Linked DNA regions of Triticum aestivum: region 1 is linked to region 2. Evidence: chromatin contacts called from public Hi-C data. All regions are on one chromosome and are shown on one strand. The core of a region is the stretch at or near the end of the contact, and the rest is flanking DNA. Distances in the headings are between cores, read along the strand shown.

Evidence for each region. A called contact is a pair of places that touch in the nucleus more often than the background predicts.
Region 1: a Hi-C map of leaf shows a contact between it and region 2, with 3 times the contacts expected there. The contact joins the promoter of LOC123044340 here to the promoter of LOC100192141 in region 2. A contact is called at or near these places in 3 of 5 Hi-C or Micro-C datasets (leaf and root) and 1 of 1 datasets of contacts at active chromatin or transcription factors (leaf).

Annotation. Positions count from the first base shown.
Region 1 is chr2B:199,666,870-199,674,538 of IWGSC CS RefSeq v2.1, forward strand. LOC123044340 (protein IMPAIRED IN BABA-INDUCED STERILITY 1) reads left to right here and starts at 2,751. Exons shown (of 9, transcript XM_044467065.1): 1 at 2,751-3,894; 2 at 4,470-4,754; 3 at 4,857-5,174; 4 at 5,663-5,890; 5 at 6,839-6,936; 6 at 7,165-7,276; 7 at 7,386-7,669. The coding sequence starts at 3,535.
Region 2 is chr2B:199,097,314-199,104,107 of IWGSC CS RefSeq v2.1, forward strand. LOC100192141 (probable WRKY transcription factor 3) reads left to right here and starts at 4,654. Exons shown (of 4, transcript XM_044467063.1): 1 at 4,654-4,960; 2 at 5,888-6,729. The coding sequence starts at 4,772.

The DNA.
Region 1 (7,669 bases), core at 1,501-4,000, 570 kb after region 2:
CACGCAGGAACCGGAGTCAACGTAGATCGCATGGGGACAAAACAGAGGTGGGCGCAAAGTCTCGCCGCGTAGTAATTGTCCGTGGACCGGATCGTCAGAAATCGCTCGCAGCTTTGCGAGCACGCACGGTTACTTTGACTAAACCGTCTGCCGTCTCGGTCGCGCACATGGACCCGTGTCCGGCAGCAGGCAGAGCTGGGTCGCCGAGCTCGCGTCCCTTTCACACACAGGACGAACTCCGACGACGACGAGAGAATCGGCCCGCTCGGGCCGAGGGGGTGGAGACCACGGACGTGCCGCTCGTCACGTCGGGGAAAGAAATGTTCTCCGGCGAAAACACTAGAGGGGTAAAGAGGAGCCGCACATGTTTGGCTCGTCCTTTGATCCAGGACAGCAATCTACTCGAGAGTACGTAGTACATTAGGAGTAGGAGTACTGGCAAATCGCTGATATAGCCATAATTAATGGAGTGGAGCATTTTTAAGAGGTAAGAGCACTAGAGACCCACAAACTTGTATTGTATGTGATGATTTAGTCCACAAACTTGCAAAAGGTGATCAACTCATCCCTAAACTTGCACTGCTTGGGATGATCTAGTCCACAACCAATCAAGAGCGGACAAATGGCGCCTCATTGGCCTCTGTGTGGCACAGCCGCTAGCTTTGGCGTTTTTGCAAAAAAATCTTGACCTTTAGGGAAATCATGCGCGCGTACATGTGGCACTAAAGCCAGTTCCAGGAATATGTTAAGTGGCTGAATGTGGATGTTGCATGATTGGTTTGCAAATTTTGATTTTGTCTCAGGGAAAAAGTTTGCCAATAGGCGCGCTTGGGTGGCGTCCATAGTTAATGCCACTTGTTCTTGTACAAAAGGGAAAGTAGGACAGTCAGTCTGTTTTCCAATTGAGATGCTGATAGGCGCAAATCAAGAAAAAAAGTTCCACCTTAGGATTTTCCTTTGTAATAAGAACTAAAAGTGAGATGAAAAGATGTGTTGTTTCAGTGATATGATCTATGAGATCGGAGCAGTTAACCCATGTAAGATGTTCCCTAGCGCATTCGGCCTGACTGGAATGAAGCGCAAAACATAACAAAGTTATAGAGTAGCCATTTGGATACGACAGTAGTAAAGACAAAAAATAGAAACAACTTCCATCCAAAGCGAATGAAAATGATTGATTTCCAGGAATTTCCGTGCACACTATGATTAAGAAAATCCTGGTAGAAAATTTCTTTCCAAGAACTGAAGTCTTGTGAAAAATCTACAGTCCAGAGAGGACATCATGGATGCTTTTATGTAAACATTTATGCAGTTTTGTTTTAAAAAAAGTCTCACTGCGAACATGTATGAGAGCCTACAAGGCATAAAGGCACTCTGAAGTCTTTTAAAAAATATGTAAAAATACTTGGTGTAATATCATTGGTGTCAATTACTATGGTTCCGGTCCTGTAAGATTCTTCTTGTAACCTTTTTTTTAAAACAAGAGATTCTTCTTGTAACATAAACTCAGAAAAGGATGCGTCTAGTCTTGATGCAGAAGATGATTAGTTCACACAGGTTGAAGAAGGGTATCATATCATTGAGATGAAGAACAAACGCTCAGACTAACTTGACCAGAACAAGCCTCGATCACTCGAAAGCTTGATTGATTATCCATCCTATACTCCAGCTAGTACTATGTAGAGCTGATGATCCACTTTATCATACACAGCAATAACATGCAGAACAACGTTTTGAGATCCATGTCTTAACTATACACCTCTCCCCTCTTTTTTGCTAGCAATTCGGTCGAACTGCTGTTATGATCAGTTCGTGTTTCAGCCACCTATATAGCGATCTAGCTAAGAAAGATCGATCCATGGTACATGCGCAGCTGCACACGCTCCCCGTCAACCTACAACTAGCTAGCAGCCACGGGAGTTCGCGCCACCGCGCCGAGGATATCGATGGTCGACCGACGGTGAACCATGGACGTCGTCATCGCGGCCGCCGCCTCGCGTCATGCGGTGCCGGCGGCCCGCTCTGCCGCGGCCTGCTTGTGTACGTACTTATGATTTCTCATATGCTCTCCCATGTGCTCGCGCACGCGTGGCACGGTCGTCGTTGCTCCTGAGAGGAGACTGATGCATGCGTGTGTGCGTGCTCGAGTGGTGTGCCTCATCACGCTTCTCTTATGTACGCGCTTATGATTTCCCTAAAGGTCAAGGGCGATTTTGCAAAATCGCCAAGGTCAGCGGCTGTGCCACGCAGAGGCCAGCGAGGCGCCATTTGTCCGCTCTTGATTGGCTGTGGACTAGATCATCCCAAGCAGTGCAAGTTTAGGGATGGATTGATCACCTTTTACAAATTTATGGACTAAATCATCACATACAATGCAAGTATGTGGGTCTCTAGTGCTCTTGCCTCCATTTTTAAGGTTGCTACCGAGAAATAATGGAAGCCTTTTAGTAGAAGCTGGGAACCCTAGTTGTTGCAGAGTTTGCGTACATGCAGTGCAACCAGGGACCAGCCCGTGTCGGGTCGGGCCGGTCGCCACCGAACGTGACGCGCAGGCGTGCTCGGCACTCACGGCGCATCGCACCGGCACGTACGGTACGGCGGGGCCGTCGTTCCAAACCCAATGCTGTCATAACCCAAAGGTTGAAGACGTAAAATATGCAGTCGTTGCTCATGCTGCCCCTGTCTAGCTCCGCTAATCTCGCCGGTACTACAAGAAGAAGGGCGGCGGGGGCACGCAGAGAGCAGAGGGGGAAAGGCAAGGCGACGACCACGGGCCCGAGAAAGCAGAGGAGAAAAGCGCCGTCGTCTACCACCAGTCCACCACGTCGGTCCATCCTCGCGTTGGAAGGACCATTTAAAGCCCCCGTTCCCACCTGCGAACCCGCCCCCACTACTCCGTCCTCCGCGCCACTCATCCCGGGGAGCTTTCCTTTCCTCTGCACCCTCACCCCAAATAAATCCCGTGGCGTTTCTTGATCTCCTTGCGATTCCGGCGACGCGGCGGCGGAAGGTTGCCGGCTGTGCCGCGGTTCTGGCTGCCGCGCTGCTCTGACAATCGGTTGTTTCGGCGGTTTCTTGATCCGTCGCCCGCCCGCCCACTGAGTTCGCGGAAAAGGTCGCCGTAGCTCTTTTCTTCTTTCTTTTCCCCCTCGCGGCAACGGCTGTCCCGTGCTCTGCCGCCCAAAACCCTCCTTCCTTCCCTGCCGATCACGGTTCCGCGGCTGGCCGCTTTCTCGATCTGTCCCAATCGGCGGAGCTGGTGGGCGACGTCAGGGTCTCGTCTCCTTTCTGTTTGCTGGTGGCGAGCGTCATTTATTACTCCCCAGGTCAATCCGGACTTGTTCTTCACCCCTGCCGTGCTTGCCCCGTGACCACCACGCCTTTCGGCAAGGGCTCGGTCGGTTTCCTCTTGATTCTTCCTGTTCCCCTCTATCCATCCAATGCGGCAGTGAGGAGCTTCACAGCGGAGGGAGGGAGGAGCTCGCCGTGCATGGTTTGACGTGTTTTCTGGTACCCTGCTAGTGCGCCGCCGAGATGGGCTGCGTCGCGTCCAAGAAGGCCGTCGTCTCTATCACTCCGGCAGTCGACTCGTCCGGCGTGTTCCGTGACCGCGCGCTGGAGCCCGCTGCCGTCTCCGCCTCCTCCCTGCGCAGCTCGGCTGCTGCAGCCGCGGCGGCGAGGTTGGTGGAGAAGAAGGACGACGCGGAGGAGACGGGAAAGGCTGTCGTCGCCGTGGCGGCCGCGTCGCGGAGCTTCCGGCTGCGGAACCTCCGGAGGAGCCTTGAGGGGGAGCAGGTGGCCGCCGGGTGGCCGTCGTGGCTCAGCGCCGTTGCCGGGGAGGCCATCCAAGGCTGGATCCCTCTCAAAGCCGACTCCTTTGAGAAGCTTGAGAAGGTACTGTGCCGCTTTCGCTTCAGCTCTCCTGCCAGATTCAGTTTAATAGGTCATTTTCCATTGCAATTTTTTTTCATGCATGGGAATCCTTGGAAAGAAAACGGTTATTGGATTTGCTATTTGTCTGGATTGGTAGGCATCTTTATGGAATCTTATATTATGTGTTACAGTTAGTATAGGTATAGTACCGTACTGCTTTGCTGGGTGATGTATTAAGACATGAAGAATAAACTACTACTAGGATTGTGTTGTGGTAATAATGATCAGAAGGGAGGTAACATGGGGAATTTGGTGTCTCCTACTGTCAGCTATGACAAGTTTTAGTTGTCTCTGTTGTTGTTATGCTTTGCTGGTGGGAAATTCACCTCCTACCAATTAGTCTATGCTGTCATTGTCAAGCTGGTAACATGGCAGTCACTGACTGCTAATTTGGTAGTACTGGTGTATATTTGCAGCAAGTAGGTTGAAGCTGTAGGTTACATGATAAAATTGTCCTTTTGTGTTTTTGTTGTTGTTGTTGTGATGTACAGTTTCTAACATGCGCTTTATTTCTCCAATTACACACATCTGTCCAGGTTGGGCAAGGCACATACAGCAGTGTATTTAGGGCGCGCGATCTCGACACTGGAAAGATTGTCGCACTGAAGAAGGTGCGATTTGACAATTTTGAGCCAGAGAGTGTTAGATTCATGGCAAGGGAGATACAGATATTGAGAAGGCTTGATCATCCAAATGTCATGAAGCTGGAAGGCTTGATTACTTCTAGGTTATCATGCAGCCTTTATCTAGTGTTTGAATACATGGAGCACGATCTTGCTGGTCTTTGTTCCTCCCCTGACATCAAGTTCACTGAAGCACAGGTTTGTCCATTTTGAAGGAAGTGTATTTGTATCCCTCCTTCCGTACAACTTTGACATTACACTGTGTTGACCTGGCATTTTTTTGCTTGATTCTTATTGCAGGTTAAGTGCTACATGAACCAGTTACTGTCAGGACTTGAGCATTGTCATTCACGCCGCATTGTTCACCGTGACATCAAGGGTGCCAATCTCCTTGTGAATAACGAAGGAGTTCTAAAAATAGCTGATTTTGGTCTGGCTAATTACTTTGACCCAAGTAAAAACCATCCTCTGACCAGCCGGGTTGTTACACTGTGGTACCGACCGCCTGAACTATTGCTAGGGTCAACTCACTATGATTCAGCTGTTGATTTGTGGAGTGTTGGGTGTGTATTTGCTGAGTTGTTACGTGGAAGACCTATCTTACAGGGAAGAACCGAGGTAATTTAGTTTGCTTTAACTAACCAGTACATCTCATTGTTTATGTCGTCCTTAGTCGTAAGCACAGGTTGCTATCTGAGGTTCCTTAGTCAACTATACTTGTATGTATGAATTGTCTAGTTTACCAGGTGTGGGCTCTTTGGGGCTCTGTAAAAGCATTATTCGAGGAACATGGTCATGCTGAGTATTGAGTGATTAAATACTAACATAAAAAAGTAATGTGTAGGCTTTTTGACTAATTCACGTCAGTAATATGGTGGGAAATTAATATGTATATTGTCATACTGCTGATTTTATTAAATGCTATAATATGAATAACTGTGGTTGTGATGTCAATGAGCTTTCACTGTTACCACATCTAGTTTTCTGCTTTAGTTATGCCCTCTATAACATATCCCAGACATTACATGTTTCCCCATTATAGCTTGCTGACTCTCAAGGTATTGTGTTCTATATGTCAATGGCGTAAAATCTCTTTCGTGTTTCAGGTAGAACAATTGCATAAGATCTTTAAGTTATGTGGCTCCCCTGCTGATGACTATTGGAAGAAGTCAAGGTTGCCTCATGCAACAATATTTAAACCTCACTGTCCTTATCTAAGTACCCTTCGAGATGTTTTTAAAGAGGTGCCGGAACATGCATTCAGTTTACTAGAAACTCTTCTGTCGGTGGAGCCATACAAGCGTGGTACTGCATCATGCGCCCTTACATCCGGGGTAAGATCCCATCATGCGATATCGCATATTTGTATGTATAATGATGAACGATTGGAAACCATAGTATGCATTGAATTTTTTAATTGCACCTGCCAGTTTGTGCTACATCGAGTTCACCACTAATTCTATCCTATGTTTTCCTTCTCTGTATGCTATGCGCCAATATGGGATATTATTTTTTTGCTCATACAGTTAAGAAACAGCAGCTCTAGTATATTACAGATGTTCAAGCTATACATTATTTCTGGATCATTAAAGGGCAACCTGGTGCATGTAGCTCCCGCTTGCGCAGGGTCCAGGGAAGGGTCCGACCACTTTGGGTCTATAGTACGCAGCCTTTCCCTACATTTCTGTAAGAGGCTGTTTCCAGGACTTGAACCCATGACCTCATGGTCACAAGGCAGCAGCTTTACCACTGCGCCAAGGCTCCCCTTCTATTTCTGGATCATTGTGAATATCTAATTGTGATCGCATATGCTGATTTTTTACTGATTGTTCATGCAACAATGTTTGCTATTATTGTTGGTGTGACTATAGCTTGCATCTTCCATATATGTAGAATGGCGTTATCATGGCTATGAAATGCTTAGGTTTAGTCTGAGGAAAGTATTCTTTGTCATCACTTATAGTGCTGGTGTCCATGCATCCACAGTTTCCTGACAGCAGATACCCAATGCTGGAAGTGAATGATGATTGGATGTTTGTTCAGCGGTATCATGTCCGAATTTGACTTCCTTCCCATGCAGTTATACTGCCATTTTGTTTACAATGCATTAATCTTTTGCAGATAACTTGTGTGCTGTAGTACTTTCATTTCTGGTATCCTGGTTGCGAGTTAATCTTATTTATATCTGTTGTAAAATGTGTTAGACTGGCTTGTTGAATCAAACTACTAAAAGAACACCTTATTAATAATTTAATATCTTGTGTTTTCTTTTGCTGGAACAGTTTTTCAAGACAAAACCTTATGCATGCGAACCTATAAGCTTGCCTCAGTATGCACCCAACAAGGAGATGGATGCAAAGTTACGAGAAGAGTTACACAGGTGGGCTTTGTTTAAATTTGGAATCATTTGTTTCAGAAAATAAGTTAGAAACTTATTTATCTCTTAATTCAAGTACTCTATTATTGCTTCTAAAGGGTATGCTTCATAAGTTTCAAAGGACCATCCAGCACTACAGCATTTTTCTTGTCGGAAGTTGAACAAAAACATTCGAACACTGCCAGAATCTATAACAACTAACAACCCTATTTCCTTTTTGTTACTTTTCAGAAGAAAGGCCGGTAGCAGAGGGCATGGGCCAGAAACATCAAAGAAGTCATCAAGGCTAAACAGAGCAGCAAGAGAACAAAGTGCAGTCAACAGGCAAACCGAGAACAGAGAGGTATTCATTCTTGTTATATGACAGGATGCATTCACTAATATCAACAGTTGCTCTATTCGTTTGACGATGACACCACTTGTTGAAGCTCTTATGTCCTTTCTATCTTCAGGAGTCCAAAACCAAACCAAAGGTAACCAAGGATGGTGCAGTGCAGGTTCATACAAAGGTTAATGGTGATGCTAGGCTATTCACAGACACACAACTGGTTCCCGCGGCCCAAGTTAAAGAAAGGGGTCGTCATGCTAAGAATGATTCACGGGAGGAAATCCCTTTCTCTGGGCCCTTGATTGTTTCGTCATCCAGTGGCTTTGCATGGGCCAAAAAACCGGAAGGTCGTTCTTTTACCAGATCACGGAACAGATCTAGTTCAAGAGGCGAATTCACTGACGTAGA
Region 2 (6,794 bases), core at 3,404-5,903:
TGCACAGTTAGGGGAGAACACTTCTTGAAATTGTTGTAAGGGATCATCTTATTTACTACCGTCGTCCTAAGTAAACAAGATGCATAAACATAATAAACATCACATGCAATTATATAAAGTAGTGACATGATATGGCCAATATCATATAGCTCCTTTGATCTTCATCTTCGGGGCTCCATGATCATCTTGTCACCGGCATGACACCATGATCTCCATCATCATGATCTCCATCATCATGTCTTCATGAAGTTGTCACGCCAACGACTACTTCTACTTCTGTGACTAACGCGTTTAGCAATAAAGTAAAGTAGTTTACATGGCGTTCTTCAATGACACGCAGGTCATACAAAATAAAGACAACTCCTATGGCTCCTGCCGGTTGTCATACTCATCGACATGCAAGTCGTGATTCCTATTACAAGAACATGATCTCATACATCACAATATATCATTCATCATTCATCACAACTTCTGGCCATATCACATCACATGACAATTGCTGCAAAAACAAGTTAGACGTCCTCTAATTGTTGTTGCATCTTTTACGTGGCTGCAATTGGGTTCTAGCAAGAACGTTTTCTTACCTACGAATAACCACAACATGATCTTGTCAACTTCTATTTACCCTTCATAAGGACCCTTTTCATCGAATCCACTTCAACTAAAGTGGGAGAGACAGACACCCGCCAGCCACCTTATGCAACTAGTGCATGTTAGTCGGTGGGACCGGTCTCACGTAAGCGTACGTGTAAGGTTGGTCCGGGCCGCTTCATCCCACAATACCGCTGAAGCAAGATAAGACTAGTAGCGTCAAGCAAGTTGAAAAGATCCACGCCCACAACAAAATTGTGTTCTACTCGTGCAATAGAGAACTACGCATAGACCTAGCTCATGATGCCACTGTTGGGGAACGTTGCAGAAAATTAAATTTTTCCTACGGTTTCACCAAGATCCATCTATGAGTTCATATAAGCAACGAGTTAAGGGGAAGAGTTTGCATCTACATACCACTTGTAGATCAAGTGCGGAAGCGTTCAAGGGGATGGTGATGATGGAGTCGTACTCGTCGTGATTCGGATCACCGATGACCAAGTGCTGAACGGACAGCACCTCCGCGTTCAACACACGTATGGGACGGACGACGTCTCCTCCATCTTGATCCAGCAAGGAGGAAGGAGAGGTTGAGGAAGGCAGCTCCAACGGCAGCACGACGGCGTGGTGTAGTTGGTGCAGAAGTACTCCGACAGGGCTTCGCCAAGCACGTACGGAGGAGGAGAGGTGTTGGGGAGGGGAGGGGCTGCGCCTTGAGTTGTGTCGTACAGCAGCCCTCCCCTCACCCCTCTATATATAGGAGGAGAGGGGCAAGGGGGCCGGCCCTCTAGGGGAAACCCTAGAGGGGGGCGGCGGCCAAAGGGAGAGGGAAAAGGGTGACTTGCCCCCCAAGCTAGGGGGGCGCCCCCTTTAGGGTTTCCCCTCCCCTTGACCTAGCCGCATGGGCCTAGGTGGGGAGGCGCGCACAGCCCACTAGGGGCTGGCTCCCTCTCCCACACAGCCCATGTGGCCCCCCGGAAGTGGTAGCCCCACCCGGTGGACCCCCGGAACCCTTCCGGTGGCCCCGGTACAATACCGGTATGCCACCGAAACTTTCCGGTGTCCGTTTAACCACTTTCCTTATATAAATCTTTACCTCCGGACCATTCCGGAACTCCTCGTGACGTCCGGGATCTCATCCGGGACTCCGAACAACATTCGGTAATCACATACTTGTCTTCCTGATAACCCTAGCGTCACCGAACCTTAAGTGTGTAGACCCTACGGGTTCGGGAGACATGCAGACATGACCGAGACGACCTCAGGTCAATAACCAACAGCGGGATCTAGATACCCATGTTGGCTCCCACATGCTCCTCGATGTTGTCATCGGATGAACCACGATGTCAAGGGTTCAAGCAACCCCGTATACTACTCCCTTTATCAGACGGTATGTTACTTGCCCGAGACTCGATCGTCGGTATCCCAATACCTCGTTCAGTCTCGTTACCGGCAAGTCACTTTACTCGTACCGTAATGCATGATCCCGTGACCAGACACTTGGCCACCTTGAGCTCATTATGATGATGCACTAACGAGTGGGCCCGGTGATACCTCTCCGTAACACGGAGTGACAAATCCCAGTCTCGATCCGTGTCAACCCAACAGACACTATCGGAGATACCTGTAATGCACCTTTATAGTCACCCAGTTACGTTGTGACGTTTGGTACACCCAAAGCACTCCTACGGTATCCGGGAGTTACACGATCTCATGGTCTAAGGAAGAGATACTTGACATTGGAAAAGCTCTAGCAAACGAACTAACCGACCTTTGTGCTATGCTTAGGATTGGGTCTTGTCCATCACATCATTCTCCTAATGATGTGATCCCGTTATCAACGACATCCAATGTCCATAGCCAGGAAACCATGACTATCTGTTGATCACAACGAGCTAGTCAACTAGAGGCTCACTAGGGACATATTGTGGTCTATGTATTCACACGTGTATTACGATTTCCGGATAATACAGTTATAGCATGAATAAAAGACTATTATCATGGACAAAGAAATATAATAATAACACTTTTATTATTGCCTCTAGGGCATATTTCCAACAGGAGACACCTGTAGTACTCCTTTATAATCACCCAGTTACATTGTGACGTTTGGTAGTACCCAAAGTGTTCCTCCAGTAAACGGGAGTTGCATAATCTCATAGTTACAGGAACATGTATAAGTCATGAAGAAATCAATAGCAACATACTAAACGATCAAGTGCTAGGCTAATGGAATGGGTCATGTCAATCACATTATTCTCCTAATGATGTGATCCCATTAATCAAATGACAACACATGTCTATGGTTAGGAAACATAACCATCTTTGATTAATGAGCTAGTCAAGTAGAGGCATACTAGTGACTATATGTTTGTCTATGTATTCACACATGTATCATGTTTCCGGTTAATACAATTCTAGCATGAATAATAAACATTTATCATGAAATAAGGAAATAAATAATAACTTTATTATTGCCTCTAGGGCGTATTTCCTTCAGCGGGAGGCGGCGGAGCTGAGGTGGCACATCGTGATTGGTCCGGGTGATGTGGCGGCGGCGGTGGACATGTCCGGTGGCGGGGATTTTTGTCCGGTGGCGCGGTGGGGAAAAAGGGGTAGGGTTTCATCTGCGTGAAAATCCGGGAGGGGCACAAATATATAGGTAGAGGGAGCTAGGAGTGTCCAAATGAGGAGCGGTTTTCGGCCACGCGATCGTGATCGAACGACCGAGAGCATGGAGGGGAGTTTGCTGGGTTTTTGGGCCACTTTGGAGGGGTGTTGGGCTGCAACACAAAAGAGGCCTTTGCAGTTACCCGGTTAACCGTTGGAGTATCAAACGACCTTCAAATGGCACGAAACTTGACAGGCGGTCTACCGGTGCTATAACAAGGCCACTTGGCAAGCCTCGGGCCATTCCGAAAAAGTTTAACACCTGCACACAACGAGAGACGAAAGGGGAACGCCGTAGGGCATAGGAGAGCCGGATTGCAAAACGAACAACGGGGAAAAGGCTCGGATGCATGAGACGAACACGTATGCAATGCAATGCACATGATGACATGATAAAATGCAACACGCAAGCAAATGACATGGCAATGACAGTAAATAACTAGCAGACACCTGGCGCATCGGATCCGGGGCGTTACACCCTTCCCCCCGGCACCGAACACAGAAGCTGGGGTTCCGGCACTCCGCCGAGATGTGGCCATCATCCTTGCCACAGTTGTAGCAGCAGCCAAAAAGCTCCGCCGGCATCCTGGACTCCGGCGGCGAACGGGGCGCAGCCAACACGCGCTGAGCATGGCGGCGCCTCTGTGGGAAGGCAGGGCGAGCAGGCGGCCCTCTCGGCCGGCGGCTCCTATCATCCAAACCGCCTCCACCTGGGGTGAATGAGAAGGACCTGCAGCCCCGCCCTGGACCAGCGGACCGAAGGCCGTGCCCACAACCGGCGTCACGACGATGGATCTGAGCTGGGGGCGGGGGGGACGGCAGGACGGGCAGAGCATGCTCCAGACGCGGCGCCGGCGAGGAAGTAGGGGAGGAAAGCTCCGACGAGGATGAGCCGGACAGAGAAACCCGCGAAGCCATGGCGAGGCGGCGGGGGAAGGGGTGGGGTGGGGTGGCTGCCGGTCCCGGAGCGGAGCACGGCGCAAGGCTGGTGGCCGCCGGCTGTGTGGGAGAAAGCACTGCGTAAAATACTTGAACTATAAGAGCAACTCCAATGGAGCGATCCATTTCGTCTGCCGCTGTTCGTTTGGGTCGGCGCGGACAAAAGAGGAGGCTCAACGCGCCGACACAAACCAAATCATGTCCGCTTCGTGTCCGTGTCGACGCATTTGCACTTAAATTTGCGCCCCAAAGTTACACACAGATATTTGGGTTCGGTCTGTTGGTTCGGCTTACCATGTTTAGAAGGGGTGGACAAATATCTCCGTTACGGTTTCGGAAAATATCCGGGTTTTTCCTTCCGCGGGGCTTCGCCTCCGCTTGGACGACGTGGCACGAGCCACCAATCATTCAGCGCCCTCATTGCGATTTTTGTTGCCTCGCCCACTCGCACTCCCGTCCGGGGGAATAAATACCGAGCGTCCCACTTGGCAACCAATCTGACAGCAGAAAGCATCCCTCCCTCCCTCCAGCCCACGCGCTCGTCGCCGACGCGCGCGTACTCTACTCACCCATGGCGGCGGGGCAGTGGTCAGGCATCGGCGACGGCGGCGGCCTCTGGGCCCCGCCCGCGCTCGACAGCCTCTTCCCCGACGACCAGCCGTCGCCGGCCGCCTCGGCGCTGGGCTTCTTCGGTGGATCCCTCGCGCAGCTCCCTTCCCCTCCGCCGCTCTGCGGCACCGCGCTCCTCGGGTACCCCCAGGTACCGACGACCGATCTCATCTCAGCTTCCTCCCCCTAATCGCACGCTCGCTGCTGCTGTCCTGTTTGATTGATTAACAGCACGTAACTACTGTATCTGACATAGCTCGACGTACCAATTAGTAGTAATTATACCAGTAGCAGTACAGATACTGAATCGGCATGAACAGGGTAGATTTTCCTTCTGTTGTTTCTGTTGCCAATCCAGCTCCCTCCGCATTGCTATTTTTAGGCCGCGGGATCGGAATTTCCGCGCCCTGTGGCCCGTGCTCCTTGGAATTATTGGCCCTGGACGCCCCAGCCGGAAGGGGACCAGCTTCTCCAGGGACGAATGGCCTGCATTGCACGTGCGTCAAGTTAATCGCGGGTCGGCCTCGGCCCGTGGATTGGTAACTGTCAAGGTCGCCGATGTGTGCCTTCTGCCTTGCCGACAGCTGCACATTGATGTGCTGGGCGCCCCAAAAAAATTCACGTGCTAACAGGTCGAGTTATAGATAAGTAAACATCGCAATCGACAAGGACAGGCAGTGGGCGGGCGATCTTTCCAAGAACCTGATGTTTCTTGAGATGGTGGAGTAGATTTGTGGTCGGTGTAGTTAGAGCGTTAATGGTGGCACCTTCGTCTTCCATTTTGAAAGCGTTAAGGAGCCTGATGGTTTCCCTTCAATAATATTAGAAACCATGGTGCTTGCCCTTGATTCCTTTACGTCAAAATTTGTTGATACCACGTCGATGTCCACTTTTCCTATGCTATGTTTTGTTACTGTTGTACTATGTTTTGTTAAAACCGGTATGTTTTTGTTGAATTCATTTACATGGTTTCGTTACTATTGCACTGTGTTTTCTGAGTTGCTTTATATGGTTTTTTAGTTACTATTGCAATAGTATGTTCTATTATAACTGGTATTTATATTTTCTTCGTTTGCAGGACAACTTTGATGTGTTCCATGAACAAGACCTAGCACAGCTGGCAGCACAAGTAGCTCAAAAGAAAGAGTTGCGGGAAAAACAAGGGGCGGGATTGCATCACAAGATTGGACCTCAACTAGCTTTTTCTAAATACAGTATACTTGATCAAGTGGACAACTCTTCTTCTTTCTCATTGGCAACTTCAGTGCTGACACCTCAGCATGTCAGTTCTTCCGTAGGCGCGGCATCAATGCAGGGACAGACTTTGCCATCACACACTGGTAGTGGTAGTGTCAACACTGGACCAACTGGAGTTTTACAAGTGCTCCAAGATTCATCCACCACTCTGGACAGTATCAACACTGGATCAACTGGAGTTCTGGAAGCACTCCAAGGTTCATCCATCACTCTGGATAGACCTGCTGATGATGGATACAACTGGCGTAAGTATGGACAAAAGGCAGTCAAGGGTGGGAAGTATCCAAGGAGCTATTACAAATGTACCCTGAATTGCCCGGTCAGGAAAAATGTAGAGCACTCTGCAGATGGACGAATTATTAAAATAATTTATAGAGGTCAGCACTGCCATGAACCCCCCTCAAAGAGGTTTAAAGATTGTGGTGATTTATTGAATGAGTTAAATGATTTCAATGATGCCAAGGAGCCTTCAACTAAATCACAATTAGGTTGTCAAGGTTATTATGGAAAACCTATAACGCCAAATGGAATGATGACGGATGTTTTATTGCCAACGAAGGAAGAGGGGGATGAGCAATTATCTAGTTTAAGTGATATCCGGGAAGGTGATGGTGAAATAAGAACTGTTGATGGAGATGATGGTGATGCCGATGCAAATGAAAGGTATTTCCTACAGCTGAACATAAATTCCTTACTTGGAACTTTGCTAAGTTCATCCAGACTTCCTA